Linked DNA regions of Mus musculus: regions 2 and 3 are each linked to region 1. A link is a contact called in public capture Hi-C and promoter capture Hi-C data. All regions are on one chromosome and are shown on one strand. The core of a region is the stretch at or near the end of the contact, and the rest is flanking DNA. Distances in the headings are between cores, read along the strand shown. Region 1 holds the start of Ly6h (lymphocyte antigen 6 complex, locus H). Region 2 holds the start of Lypd2 (Ly6/Plaur domain containing 2). Region 3 holds the start of Lynx1 (Ly6/neurotoxin 1).

Evidence for each region. Promoter capture Hi-C pulls out the DNA fragments that hold promoters and counts their contacts. Capture Hi-C pulls out chosen DNA fragments and counts their contacts.
Region 2: a capture Hi-C map of embryonic stem cells shows a contact between it and region 1, with 2.6 times the contacts expected there. The contact joins the promoter of Lypd2 here to the promoter of Ly6h in region 1. A contact is called at or near these places in 1 of 39 promoter capture datasets (hippocampal neurons), 2 of 115 datasets of contacts at active chromatin or transcription factors (astrocytes and embryonic stem cells) and 1 of 9 other capture datasets (embryonic stem cells).
Region 3: a promoter capture Hi-C map of embryonic stem cells shows a contact between it and region 1, with 4 times the contacts expected there. The contact joins the promoter of Lynx1 here to the promoter of Ly6h in region 1. A contact is called at or near these places in 1 of 39 promoter capture datasets (embryonic stem cells) and 1 of 115 datasets of contacts at active chromatin or transcription factors (forebrain).

Annotation. Positions count from the first base shown.
Region 1 is chr15:75,564,894-75,569,159 of GRCm38.p6, forward strand. It overlaps Ly6h (lymphocyte antigen 6 complex, locus H), which reads right to left and starts at 2,289. Exons shown (of 4, transcript NM_011837.3): 1 at 1,870-2,289; 2 at 1,239-1,366; 3 at 690-806; 4 at 1-448. The coding sequence starts at 1,871. The coding sequence ends at 213.
Region 2 is chr15:74,732,302-74,736,567 of GRCm38.p6, forward strand. Lypd2 (Ly6/Plaur domain containing 2) reads right to left here and starts at 2,012. Exons shown (of 3, transcript NM_026671.1): 1 at 1,929-2,012; 2 at 666-785; 3 at 1-238. The coding sequence starts at 1,986. The coding sequence ends at 33. Gm33124 (a long non-coding RNA gene) reads left to right here and starts at 2,580. Exons shown (of 3, transcript XR_384182.2): 1 at 2,580-2,616.
Region 3 is chr15:74,751,269-74,755,534 of GRCm38.p6, forward strand. Lynx1 (Ly6/neurotoxin 1) reads right to left here and starts at 1,711. Exons shown (of 4, transcript NM_011838.4): 1 at 1,617-1,711; 2 at 587-769; 3 at 275-376; 4 at 1-159. The coding sequence starts at 638.

The DNA of each region.
Region 1 (4,266 bases), core at 1,039-3,538:
CAGGATGTCTGGACTCCTGGAGATATTCAGCTGCTTGGGATATGGAGCTGGTGGAGAAACGGAGAAGGCTCACTCACATCTAGGGAGGTTGAGAGCCTCAGACCTTGATGCCAAACCCTTGCTGTCCCAGCCCCAGCCAGGCCAGGCTGGGGAGGGGCAGCAACAGGCTTAGGGGACAAGCTCCAAAGCCCAGCAGGAGGGAGGGAGGGGTCTTAGGGCCCAGCCCAGAGAAGAGCAGGCCCCAGGCTGAGCAGGAGCCCCCCAGCCAGGGCCCAGGGGCTGCGTCCTGCGACCGATGCCCCGTTGCACAAATCTTTCTCGCAGCAGTCCACGTCGACTTTTAAGATCCCAGAGTTAATGAACCCCATCAGATAGTCTGAGAAAAAGTGCCGCTTAACGAAGTCGCAGGAGGAAGCACACATCTTGTTCACAGAATGATCCTTCCTGCCTGGGGGGAAAGAAGGAAGGCATGGGGGCTAAGGTCCACTTCCATCTGAGCTCTGTCCCTTCCCTAGAACCCAGGACCCTCCAGATCAGTTTAAGACGTGGAACCAGGGAGGAACAAGCCAGTGTTGTCTTGCCTCAAAGTCATGATCTTGTCCCAGGGAAGAGGAACTCAGAGGACACCTCTGATCTCTCCCTAGATCTAGCTTTCAGTAGCCCCGCCCCCTCACCCGGTCCAGGCTTACTGCTGCTGGGGTCGGTGATCCGCACGCTGGCACAAACGGTATCGGTGGGCTGGCACTGCTTCGGAGCGCAATGGCTGGAATTGGCCAGGGTGCAGTCCTGGCACCACAGGCCATGGGCTAGGCAGGGCATGAGAGAGGGATAACCAGGGGAACCCGAGTCTGGACAGCCAGACCCTACACCCCCTCTTCCCCAACCTGCTGCAGCTATCACGGCAGAACCATGCTCACAGAAGAGTTCACTCCCACAAGACCCAGAGTGGGCCTCCAGGTTGACCCTGTGCTGTGCCTACACATCCTGCCTCCCGCATCCTCTTACTCCTACACACAGCACCCCCAAAGATAGGTAGGTTCCAAGACAGGAAAGGTCCACCCGACTTAATAGGAAGCTCGCTGAACCTCTGAGAATGAGGGACATCTGCGCAGTACTAGAAGAAAGGTGGAAAGGCGCTGGATGCCCTCGAGTGTGGGGAGAGCCCCCGGTGGCTGGAGCTGAGATCTAAGAGTGGTGCTTCCCGTGATATGACCCCTCCCCGCGGGCCCCCGACTCACCCGGCGAGGGGCAGAGAAGCAAGGCCAGCAGCGCCAGACCGAGGCTCTTCATGGCTGCAGGCAGCATGCTCCGATAGGGCCTGAAAGAGGCGCGGGGGCTGCAGGCGGGGGTCCTCTGGGGCGCAGGCCTGGAGGGGAATAGCCTCGGTCAGAGGACCCAACCCTAAACACCCTTCCCTTTTCTGGCCTGAAGATGTAACCATCCCCCAGGAATCAAAAGCGCGCGGGGGGGGGGGGGGAGGTCCAGGAGCTCGCAATGCCCCACCCCCAACCCATCACCGGGAGCATCCACCATCACAGCCTCCCCTCCAGGGAAAAGAGGTCTGCCCTCTCCGGTGAGGTGGCCACCCGAGGTCCCCGCAGCCTTCGCCCTGCACCTGCGTGGGGAGATTGTCTTCTCTCCCCAAGGAGCTGTAGGTGCGTCCGGACAGGAAAAGCGGGAGGAGGGAGCGCACCTTACCTGCCGGCGGGGGAGGGTTGCGCGCCGCGTCCCCGTCCTCGTCCCCACCCCTGGGCTGGGGGGCCGGGAACCCCGCGCCGAGTCCCCTCCCCTGGTCCCCGCGCGCGCGCCTCGGCGCTCACCGCGAATCGGGGCGTGGAGTGCGGGCCTCGGGGTGGGGGGCGCACTCACATCCCTGGGGTGTCCGCACTCCGGGCTCAGCGGCGGGCACGGCGCGGGGAGCGATGCCCTTCGGTCTCCCTGCGGACCGGAACCGGGGCGCAGCTTCGTCTTTCGGGGAACGCAGCCGCAGACGCGGACCCCGCGCGAGGGGCGGGGCGGAACCGGGGCGGGGGCCTCGCACAGCTGGGAGACGCGCGGGGTGGGGGGCGCCCAGGGCTGGAGGCCACTCAGCAGGTCGCCCTACCCGGCCTCGGCGCCTTTCGTCCGCGCGCAACGCCCCTTCTAGGTCTCCCGCTCCTGCTCCCGCCGCAGCAGCCCCCCACCCTTTTCCACCTCCCTACCCGGCGTGGGAGGATCCTCCCACTCTGCTTGGCCGAGGTCCCTTGCAGATTCTCGGAAGAGCTTTGGCTGCTAAAGGAAGCAAAATGCACAAAGACGCAGCGAAAGAGGGAAGCGGAGAGGTAGGGCTGTGGGGTTCAGACGCCCAGCCTTGGGGCTCCTCCCTCCCCAGCATCCACCTCGCATCCGATAGTTCCAGCCAATTCTACTCCTAAGAGTGCCCATGACGACGCCCACCGGCAACTCAGCCCTAGGGACTTTTGTTACCAACCACACCCACACACAGAGATGACAATCCTGGCCCCTGTGTAAGGATCACACCAGGTTCACACCTTGGGCTCCTGCTCCCCCCCTGCCCTTCCAGCTCTCTTGGGCTCAGGGTAAGCCACAGCTCCCTTCGCTCCCTTGTCACACAGGAGGAAAGGTGTTCCGTGTTCAAAACCCTAGGCCCTGGAAAAAGCAGCTAGCACACCTTGGATTCTGCCCGCCCGCCCCACCCCCACCACAGAACCTCATACCAGACAAATGACTGTCACTAATACCAAGTCCTTGCTAGATGTGACAACCTCTGCTGTCAGTCTGAGCGTATAGTCTGTTCTCTTTGATCTAAACAGCACATTATAGATGCATGTTGCCTTGGTGTCTCGGTGTTGAGTTACAGGTAAGGAGAACACTTAGCAATAGAGCCTCCTCCTGCCCAGGGTCACACAAGTCACCAGGTGATCAAACAGCGTGAGCACTTGAGTAGTTCACAAGTGCTGAGGAATAGAGGGACTAGACACTTTGAAGAAGGGATCTAGATGAAGAGAGTGCCGAGGATAAGAATTAGTTCATACACAATTCTCTGCAAAAGAAGTCCCGCACTCCACTCCATTGTGGAGCCCAGAGCCAGCCTGCCATCAGACTGGGGTGAGAGCAGCTGTGCCTGAGCCTGCACTCAGGTTGACAGGCTGAGCTATAGTATGGATTCTTGCAGAGCAGAGGCTTGGTGAGGCTTCTAGGTAAGAAGTGTTTTTAGGGGAGTAAATGGTCCTTGAACCCCTGTTCATCATGCCGCAGCTTGAAAAGGCAGGCGGCCTGACTAGATTTCCCTCAACACTAACAAACCTCCTCGAACACAAAGCCAATGTGCTTATTAAGACATGCTAGAAGAAGAAACACACAACCCCAAGCCAAACCGCAAGTTTACCTGACAGAAAGAAACTTCGCTCACATGAAAAAAGACCAATGCAGGCCTTAAAAGGACTCCCAGGAAAAGGAGGTGATCACTGAAAAAGAAATCTGGGGGGGCGGGGGGGAAGCAACAAACACCCTACATGTCACACCCTTTTATTTACATGAAATGCCCCAAAGTGTAAGAATCCAACAAAGACAGAAAGATTAGCCAAGTACAGGGAGGGAAAGGAATGACCGGCTTGGGACACGACTAATCATTTTGTAGTAATGAAATGCCCTAAAATTAGATTCTGGTGATGGATACACAACTTTATTAATACACTAAAAGTCACTGAAATGTATTCAATAAAGAATGAGTTGTGTGGTATGTGATATATTGTATCTTAATAAAGTTGATGTTTAAAAAAGAAAAACAACTTAGCACAGAGTTAAATTAGCCAGCAAATTAGACACAGATGAAGAGGGAATTTATGAGCTGGAAGACAAATTTGAAGAAATCATCAGGAAAGGCTAAGGATATAATTCAGTGGTAGGACTCCTGCCCACAAGAGATCAATGATGTAACACAAAATAAGAAGTTTAGAACCACAAAAGATTGTGTGCAGAGAGCTAAGAAAAGTCTAATTGAAATTCCAGTGATGGTGTTTAGAGACAGTCTACTTAAAATAAGTCAGAACTGGTGAAAGATAAGTGTTGGTAGAGATTCTGATGTATAATAAGCAAAATAACAAATGATGATTTACCTAAGCACAACATAGCAAAATTGCAGCCCACCAAAGACAGGAAAACCTAGAAAATAGAGAAGATAATTCTAAAGAATCTTGGGGCAGAGCAATCAAAACCAAAGAGGGTGAAATAGGATCTTTGCAGTGCTAGAGAAATGCCTAAGTC
Region 2 (4,266 bases), core at 762-3,261, 830 kb before region 1:
GGACAAGGGAGTGGAGCTAGATGGCCATGGCTTTACAGCAGGACACCCAAGAGCAAGAAAAGTGCCAGGGCAAGGAGCAGGCCACCAGGACTGCCCAGGCTGGGTGCCCCATCCACGTTGCATAGGTCAGAATTGCAGCAGGACACTGGCCGGGTTTGCCCAATGCCATCCACATCCGAAGGCTCACACTTGCTGGCGCAGGACTTGGTCACCGTGGAGTCCCCCAGGAAAGGGAAAACTGTAGGATGCACAAAGTGTCAACCTGAAGGACCATTCCTTTACTACCTCTGTACCCCAAGCTCAGGGACCACCCACTCTGGGATCAACCACCCCACTAGCCTAGATTCCCCTTTCTCTAGGACCACTGAAGCCTTTGATGTACAAGGGACACCTATGGCATCTTGAATTGGTCTGTGGGAGGATTTGTATGTTATATAGAATGTAAAACACAAGTTGTAAGACAGCTTTACAAGGACTTCCAGAAAAACTTCAGGGGCCTCCCATGATGAGGGGAGAGGGGGAAGGGTGGGGGCTAATGGCCTGGACAGAAAGTCTCTTGGCAGAAATGGTGGGATGATGGTGCAGGCTGTGTGGGGACCCAGATGGTCAGGGATCCGTGGTCAGAAAAGGGGATCCCAGTTCTGTCCCACGCAGATCCTACTGACCAATCTCCAGGGAGTAGAGCGTAGTCTTGCACATGGTTTCATTGATGTGGCAGTGGGTGGTGGTGACACAGTTGGATGCACTCACAGGATTCGCACAGGTGTAGCACTGTAAGGCCATAGCTAGGAGAGGAGGGATGAGAGGGCAGTGAACAGGCCTTCCTGTCTCAAAAGCCCAAAATGTCTTCACCCAATGTCCTGCTCTGCCATGGAGGCTTAGTCTCAGAAGACAAGGACACTAACCAGGGACCAGATGCCCACTAACCAAGCTCAGGGGAGACAACATGACCATTGAATCAGGGTCTTACAGAATGTGCCCCTGGAATAGTGGGCTCAGCCTGGGACCAGGATGGGGACAGCTGATTTGGAATAATCATCAAAACACACACACACACACACACACACGCACACGCACACGCACACGCGCACACGCACACGCACGCACACGCGCACACGCACACGCGCACGCGCGCGCACACACACGTACATTCACGCGCACACCACAACCGCAGATCGGTGTGAGCAGACATTGTTAAGGCAGACGCCCTTGCACTTCCTCATCACCAAATGCCCTTCTGCTGAAGTGCTGCCTGTCATGGGGGTCAGACAAGCAGGTCCTTGGAACACTGGGTGGGAGCTGCACAGAGGAGTTCACAGGTACCAGCTTGGCAAAGGTGTCTTCCCTGAGGGGAGGGCTGCGGGTGTAGAGCCTGGCTGGAAGGCACTGTACAGTCTTGCTAGCATTCCAGACCCAATCCCAGAAGCCCCAGGAAGCCTAGCTTGTCTCCAATCAATTCAGACACACAGGGAAGTCATCCCTCCCCCAACCCCACACAGACAGTGACCTGGTAGGGCCTCTGCCTCTGGTTCAGTCAACCTCTCCAAGAACTGTATGGAACAGCCTGGCTTGAGCCCTCATCACTGAGCACATAACGGGCTGACAGTCAACATCATGTCGCCACTTGTTTGTCTCACCCTGTCTCTGGATATTTCTGGATGTCCTTTCCCCAATTACATGTCCATCATATCCAGAGTCCCAGGCCATCTGCCCCAGCATCCGAGATCTCCCCTCTTCTCCTGCTGAAAGGCTTGCACTAGCAAACACACCAGTATCCTGAGGCTCTCCGCTGGCACCTAGGGCTTTGGTGCCGGCTTCTGCCCGCCTGGCCGGTCCCGGCTCAGCGTTCTCCTTCTCTGAAACTCCCCCATGAGAAACTCTCTCTGAGAATAGTCCTGGGGCCCGCTCCCGTGCTCCCCCATGCTCACCAAGCTCCCCGAAGGTGCCCAATATCAGTGCCAACAGCACCATCCAGGTCCCCTGCATGGTCGAGGTCCTCACTCAGGCCTGCCTGGTGGGGAAATGCCTACAGCGGTGGTCTGACCGGTTGGCTAAGCAGATTAGAGGAGGATCAGATTTCTGGAGGGCCTGCCCTGCTTCCTCACCCACACCCCATTCCCCAGGGCTCCCTGGGGCTCCCTCGGACCCTACCCAGCCCTCTCAGACTGTTCGAGCTCCACCCCTCAAAGCTGCTGTTCCACCCTTCCCAGGCCCCTCTCCTCCCCATAGGTTATGGGTCGTCTTTCTTTTCCCACTGGGGACCCTTCCACACCACCCTACAACTCCTAGCCAAGAAAATCTTCCAGATTCCTTCTTCCAGGACAGGTCAGGGGTCTTCAGGCTGCACAGAATGGGACAATGGGAGCTGGGCTCTCCTGCACTTTTCCAGCTGTGGTAAAGAGCTTTTACCTTGTGGCCTTCTCCAGAGCTTTGGCCCAGCAGCTCTTGGATGGAATCTTTCCAAGATGATCTTGCACCTCCCAGCTCCTCTGAAGTGGTCAGGGGGAAGGTGGGGTGTGCCAAATTGCCACTGACAACCAGCCCAGAGTTTACTCAAAGGCCTAAGGAACAAAGACAGAACTTGCTTGATCAACAGGAAGGTGTTTTGGAGGATGGGTGAGCTGGGGAGGCCCAGGGTTGCTTTGGGGGACACTGTTTCATGTTTCCTGGAGGGCCATCCACTCTCGGCTTGTCTGCACACCTTGATCTCCAATGGCTCATAGGCTGATCTTAGGCAGGACTTTCCTGGGCCCCTCCACCTCCTCCTTCCTCTCTCCACTGAAGGTCAAGAGGTAGGGACAGCAATTCGAAACCCGTGGGTCTTGATCCCTTTGTCAATCCTCTATCTTTAAAAAAAAATTACATTATGATTCATAACAGTAGCAAAATTACAGTTATGAAGTAGCAACAAACATAATTTTAAGGGTGGGGGTCACCATAGCATCAGGTCTGCCTGTCTGTCTGTCTGTCTGTCTGTCTGTCTGTCTCTCTCTCTCTCTGTGTGTGTGTGTGTGTGTGTGTGTGTGTGTGTGTGTGTGTGTGTGTGTGTGTGTGTGTATGTGTAGAGTGTAGTGTCCTTGCCCTAGACAGAATGCTATGACAGGGATCCCCATGACCTGGCAGCACCTGGCTCGTCCTGATTTCCCACAGGTATCTTCCTAGAGTAGCTTGTCCCAGCTGAGACATGTAGGGGTGGGGAGCATATCTACCTGCCTGACTCTGCTAGTGGTAAAGACCACACTGTTGCTGGGCTTCCCAGGTGTCTCTTTGTCCAGCATCCCAACCTTACTCCTACTCTGGCTTTGTTCTTGTTATGCCCCCAGCAAGGTATGTCCACTCTTGCCACTGCCCTCAGGAGCTCCACTGGGGTCTGGCTTCACCCTGCATGGGAAGGTCCTCATTTGCCTAGGCTCTGGACCAACCTCTGTACTTCCCAGGGCTTTCCTAGCCTGGCATGAGTCAGACGCTCAGCCTGCCAACTGTATTTTTCCTTGTGACAGTTCTGGAGGGACAGAGCACTAATTAATTTTAGAGTGGATAAAGAAACTAGGTTCTGAGAAGTTAATTGACTAAGACAAGGTCACCTAGCAAGCCGGGTGGCATCCCAAGCCTGTCTGATTTTGCAAATCATTCACCACGAATGGCTGTGACCACACAGCTGTGGGGACGGATGGGCTGAGGTTAACTGGATTAGACAGCCCCAATTCACACCCATGTGTGTCCTTTGGTCAAACCCGATTTCTCCACCGCACCCAACTCAGCTCAGCTCCTTTCTGTCCTTGGGCCCAGGGCCTCCAACTCTGCCTCACCCCCTGGAATATACCCGACCCCCTAAGTATCACTCCTAGAATTAACACCCACCCAAGTGGTACCTGGGAAGTTCCCGTCTTGGGGCAGGGAGGAATGTAGCCTAGCCAGGGTCTGGGCTGGCTCCGTCTGGGAGGCCTCTGCTCTGAGAGGTCCACGTCCTTCCCTTCCCAATTCCAGAAACCATTGGATCAAAGCTTAGTGTGTGACTAGGGTCAAGGCTCAGAGTGTAACCTGATCAAGACTCAGAGTATAAGGGAGTCGGAGCTTAGAGTGTTACCAGGATCAGGGCTCAGAATATGATTGGAACCAAACCTCAGACTATGACCAGGATCAGGTCTCAGTGTGTGACCATGGTCAGGGCCCGAAGTGTGAACAAGATCAGGTCTCAGAGTATAACCAGGAAGAAAGCACGGTGATTAGAATCAGGAGTAAGTATATAACCAGGATCAGTTCTGT
Region 3 (4,266 bases), core at 461-2,960, 810 kb before region 1:
CCAGGGCCAAGGTCACCGGGGTAGCAAAGCCAGCACCGTTGCAGAGGTAGTACTGGCAACAGGAGGTGGCAGATGCATGCTTGGAATAGCCATCGTACACGGTTTCAAAGCAGCTGGGGACACAGGACTTCCTCACCTTCATCCGGTATGGGGTGAAGTCTGCAGGGGACAGACACAAGAAGGTTACAGAAGAGAGGATCAGAACCTTGGATAGCCCAGTCTTAGCTTGTCCACCAGTGCAGGTAGAAGCCTCCCTCCAGGATGCCAGACTCACAAGTTCGTGTGGTCATACAGTAGGTGGCCATGGCTGGGCAGCGCATGGGTTTGAAGCAGTTGTCTCCATTGTAGGCACACACGTGGCACTCCAGAGCCTGGGCTGTGGATGAGGATGGGGATCAGAGAGCAGGAAGAAATCCTTTTCCTGTCAGTCAGACCCCAGCTGTCTCCAGGCAACCTCCCACTTCCACTGGCGGCCAGATCAGGACATCCAGAAGGGGAGAGAATTCTGGCCAGCCTGCCCTTTCTCCACCCACCTTTTCCCAGGGTCAGGCTTCAACCGGGTCCCTCTAGCCTCTGTCCACCTTACCCACAGGCAGGCCCATCAGGGCCACCAGGAACACTGTGAGCAGATGGGTCATGACGGAGACGTGAGGGCAGTGCCAGAGTGAACAGGAGGTCAGCAGCTGGTCCAGGATCCAGCTCAAGCCAGGGAGGAAGCAGGGCACAGAAGCCCTGCCTGAGCTCTTGGTCTCTTAGAGATAAAACATCCCTGCATAGACGATGACAGAGATTTGTAATGACAGCTGGGCTGGGGCGGGCACAAGAGCCCTCCCAGCTCAGTGGGTGTCACTGATTTCCAGTTACCTGGAGATGGGAGGAGGGAGTGGGATATGGAGCATTCCGACCAAAAGCAAGCAAAAAGGGAGGGCGGAGGGAGCTAAAGACGGGGAAAAATGGGCAACATCAATGAAAACCAGGAAGTCCCAGAGTCCTTGAATGCCAAACACAAAGAGAACTTCACCCAGGGGGTCTTTTTTTTTTTTTTTTTTTGCAGGGGATACTTGGCATGCAGTCTCTTCCTGGCAAAGCCCAGAGTGCAAGAGGCTTGCCAAAATAAGACTGGAAGCCAGGTTTGGACTCTTCGTGGGGCAGGGGTCCTTCTCGCGTTTGCTCTCACTGCGTGAAGTCTCCCCAACCCCCGTGCGCAGAGAAGTGCAGGGCTGTGTGACTCCTTCACCACAGGGGAAGGGGCCGGACGATGCTTGCCCGAGACAGAGCTCCGTAGGCTGGGTCTGGTGTTTGGGACTGTTGGAGGGGGATGTGAACTAATACTCTCCTCCCTGCCTATAGACTCGGGCCGGCCCTTGCTGTAGGGGTACCAAAATACCCTCCCGGAAGACAACCCACCCTTTATGACCCATTTTCTAGGTGCCAGCCCGGGATGCTGAAGTCCTGCCTCAGGCCTGGCCTGAGGCTCGACTGAGCCTGCCCCATCTCGGGGAGCTCCGCCCGAAAGACTGCAGTCTTGCTTGGAAGGACTCCCAGGGCGGGCTGGGTGTGGAGTGACCTCGCCCTTGCCCTTCACCACCACGATCCCTATCGTCATGGAAACTCACCCCTGGCCGCTCCCAGGTCCCTCCTGCTGTCTAACTGGGAATCTGTACACACTTCGTGCGGTGTTGGTACCGCATCGCAGGCAGGCCAAGTAGGCTCCGCCGGGGCAACAGATCCGCAGTGCCTGCTCACGACTGGCCCCGCCCACCCCGCCCCCAGGACACACGCTCCGCCCCGGAGACCGCTCAAACCCCGCCCCAGCCTGCCTTCTGTAGGCTCAGTCTCCGGGATAAACTCTTTCTGGTAATGGACCTAGTGAGCAAAGCCTGGGCATCGCTGGGCATCAGAATGCACCTACTCATGTGAAGATTCCCAGTAGCGACCCAGAGGAGAGTATACACCTCCTGAAAATTCTCCTCAGGTTTTGCCGTAGCTCTCCTCATCCCTGCTGCCCTGCCCCCACAGACCAAGCTGCACTGTGTGGGCATGCTGACTCTGGGAAGAGGCACTACCTGGAGAAGGACCTCACCGCACCTCTGCCCTTACTTGGGATCCATAGCAACGCTTTCGAGCAAGCCTTAGAGGAATCCAATGGCTGACAAGCAGTTCTTACCATCAAAAGTGTGCCACTAAATAATTGCTCTATGTAGCTAAAATTCATTTTATTTTTATTGTGTTTCAAAAGCAGCCAAATTTTAATAGTTCTTCACGAATCCTACTTTTTTTCCTGTTGTGGGAGGAAGAAAATAAAGTCTGTAGTAATAGCGAAGAGTGCATAGGGCATTCTTCCAGCAGGTGCATGCGCACATACATACAAGGGGCCTTAGAACTAAGACAAACACACCAGAGGAGTAGGAGCTGGGAGGTAGAGGCAGGTGGATTTCTGTGAGTTCAAGGCCAGCCTGGTTTACAAAGGAAGTTCCAGGGCAGCCAGGGCTCGTTACACGGAGGAACCCTGTCTTGAAAAAAAAAACAAATAAAAATAAAAACAACGGAGACAAACAACCAATAAACTCTAGTCCTTGAGAAAACATACCCGTTCCTCCAAACCATCCACAAAGACCGTGTGGCAGTGCGCAGAAATAAGATCGGCTCCCATAGAGTCATATGCTTAAATATTTGGTCCCCGATGTGGGCAGGGGGTGGGGACTAAAAGGTGTGCTCTTTTTGGAGGAGGTGTGCAGGTGGATGAAGCATCAATCCTGCATGGGGGTGGGGGAGAGAATTGAGGCTGAGCTCTCAGCTCTTCCTGCCTCCGTGCCTTTGCTCCTCCACTCCTGGGCTCCACCTTTCTGAAATGGTAAGCCAAAATTAAATGCTGTCTTTTATAAGTTGCCTTAATCGTGGTGTTTTGTCCCACCAATAGAAAAGTAATTCAGAATCTGTAGATTTCTTTTGGCAAGATAGCCATTTTTACAATGTTGATCCTGCCAATCCATGAGCATGGGAGATCTTTCCATCTTCTGAGATCTTCTTTAATTTCTTTCTTCAGAGACTTGAAGTTCTTATCATACAGATCTTTCACTTCCTTAGTTAGAGTCACTCCAAGATATTTTATATTATTTGTGACTATTGAGAAGGGTGTTGTTTCCCTAATTTCTTTCTCAGCCTGTTTATTCTTTGTGTAGAGAAAGGCCATTGACTTGTTTGAGTTAATTTTATATCCAGCTACTTCACCGAAGCTGTTTATCAGGTTTAGGTGTTCTCTGGTGGAATTTTTAGGGTCACTTATATATACTATCATATCATCTGCAAAAAGTGATATTTTGACTTCATCTTTTCCAATTTGTATCCCCTTGATCTCCTTTTGTTGTCGAATTGCTCTGGCTAGGACTTCAAGTACAATTTTGAATAGGTAGGGAGAAAGTGGGCAGCCTTGTCTAGTCCCTGATTTTAGTGGGATTGCTTCCAGCTTCTCTCCATTTACTTTGATGTTGGCTACTGGTTTGCTGTAGATTGCTTTTATCATGTTTAGGTATGGGCCTTGAATTCCTGATCTTTCCAAGACTTTTATCATGAATGGGTGTTGGATCGTGTCGAATGCTTTATCCGCGTCTAAGGAGATCATGTGGTTTTTGTCTTTGAGTTTGTTTATATTATGGATTACGTTGATGGATTTCCATATATTAAACCATCCTTGCATCCCTGGAATAAAACCTACTTGGTCAGGATGGATGATTGTTTTAATGTGTTCTCGGATTCGGTTAGCTAGAATTTTATTGAGTATTTTTGCATCGATATTCATAAGGGAAATTGGTTTGAAGTTCTCTATCTTTGTTGGATCTTTCTGTGGTTTAGGTATCAGAGTAATTGTGGCTTCATAGAATGAGTTGGGTAGAGTACCTTCTACTTCTTTTTTGTGGAATAGTTTGTGTAGAACTGGAATTAGATCTTCTTTGAAGATCTGATAGAACTCTGCACTAAACCCACCTGGTCCTGGGTTTTTTTTTTTTTTTTTGGCTGAGAGACTATTAATGACTGCTTCTATTTCTTTAGGGGATATGGGACTGTTTAGATCGTTAACTTGATCCTGATTTTATTTTGGTACCTGGTATCTGTCTAGAAATTTGTCCATTTCATCCAGGTTTTCCAGTTTTGTTGAGTATAGCCTTAAAATGGCTATCTTGCCAAAAGCAATCTACAGATTCAATGCAATCCCATCAAAATTCCAACTCAATTCTTCAACGAAGTAGAAAGAGCAATCTGCAAATT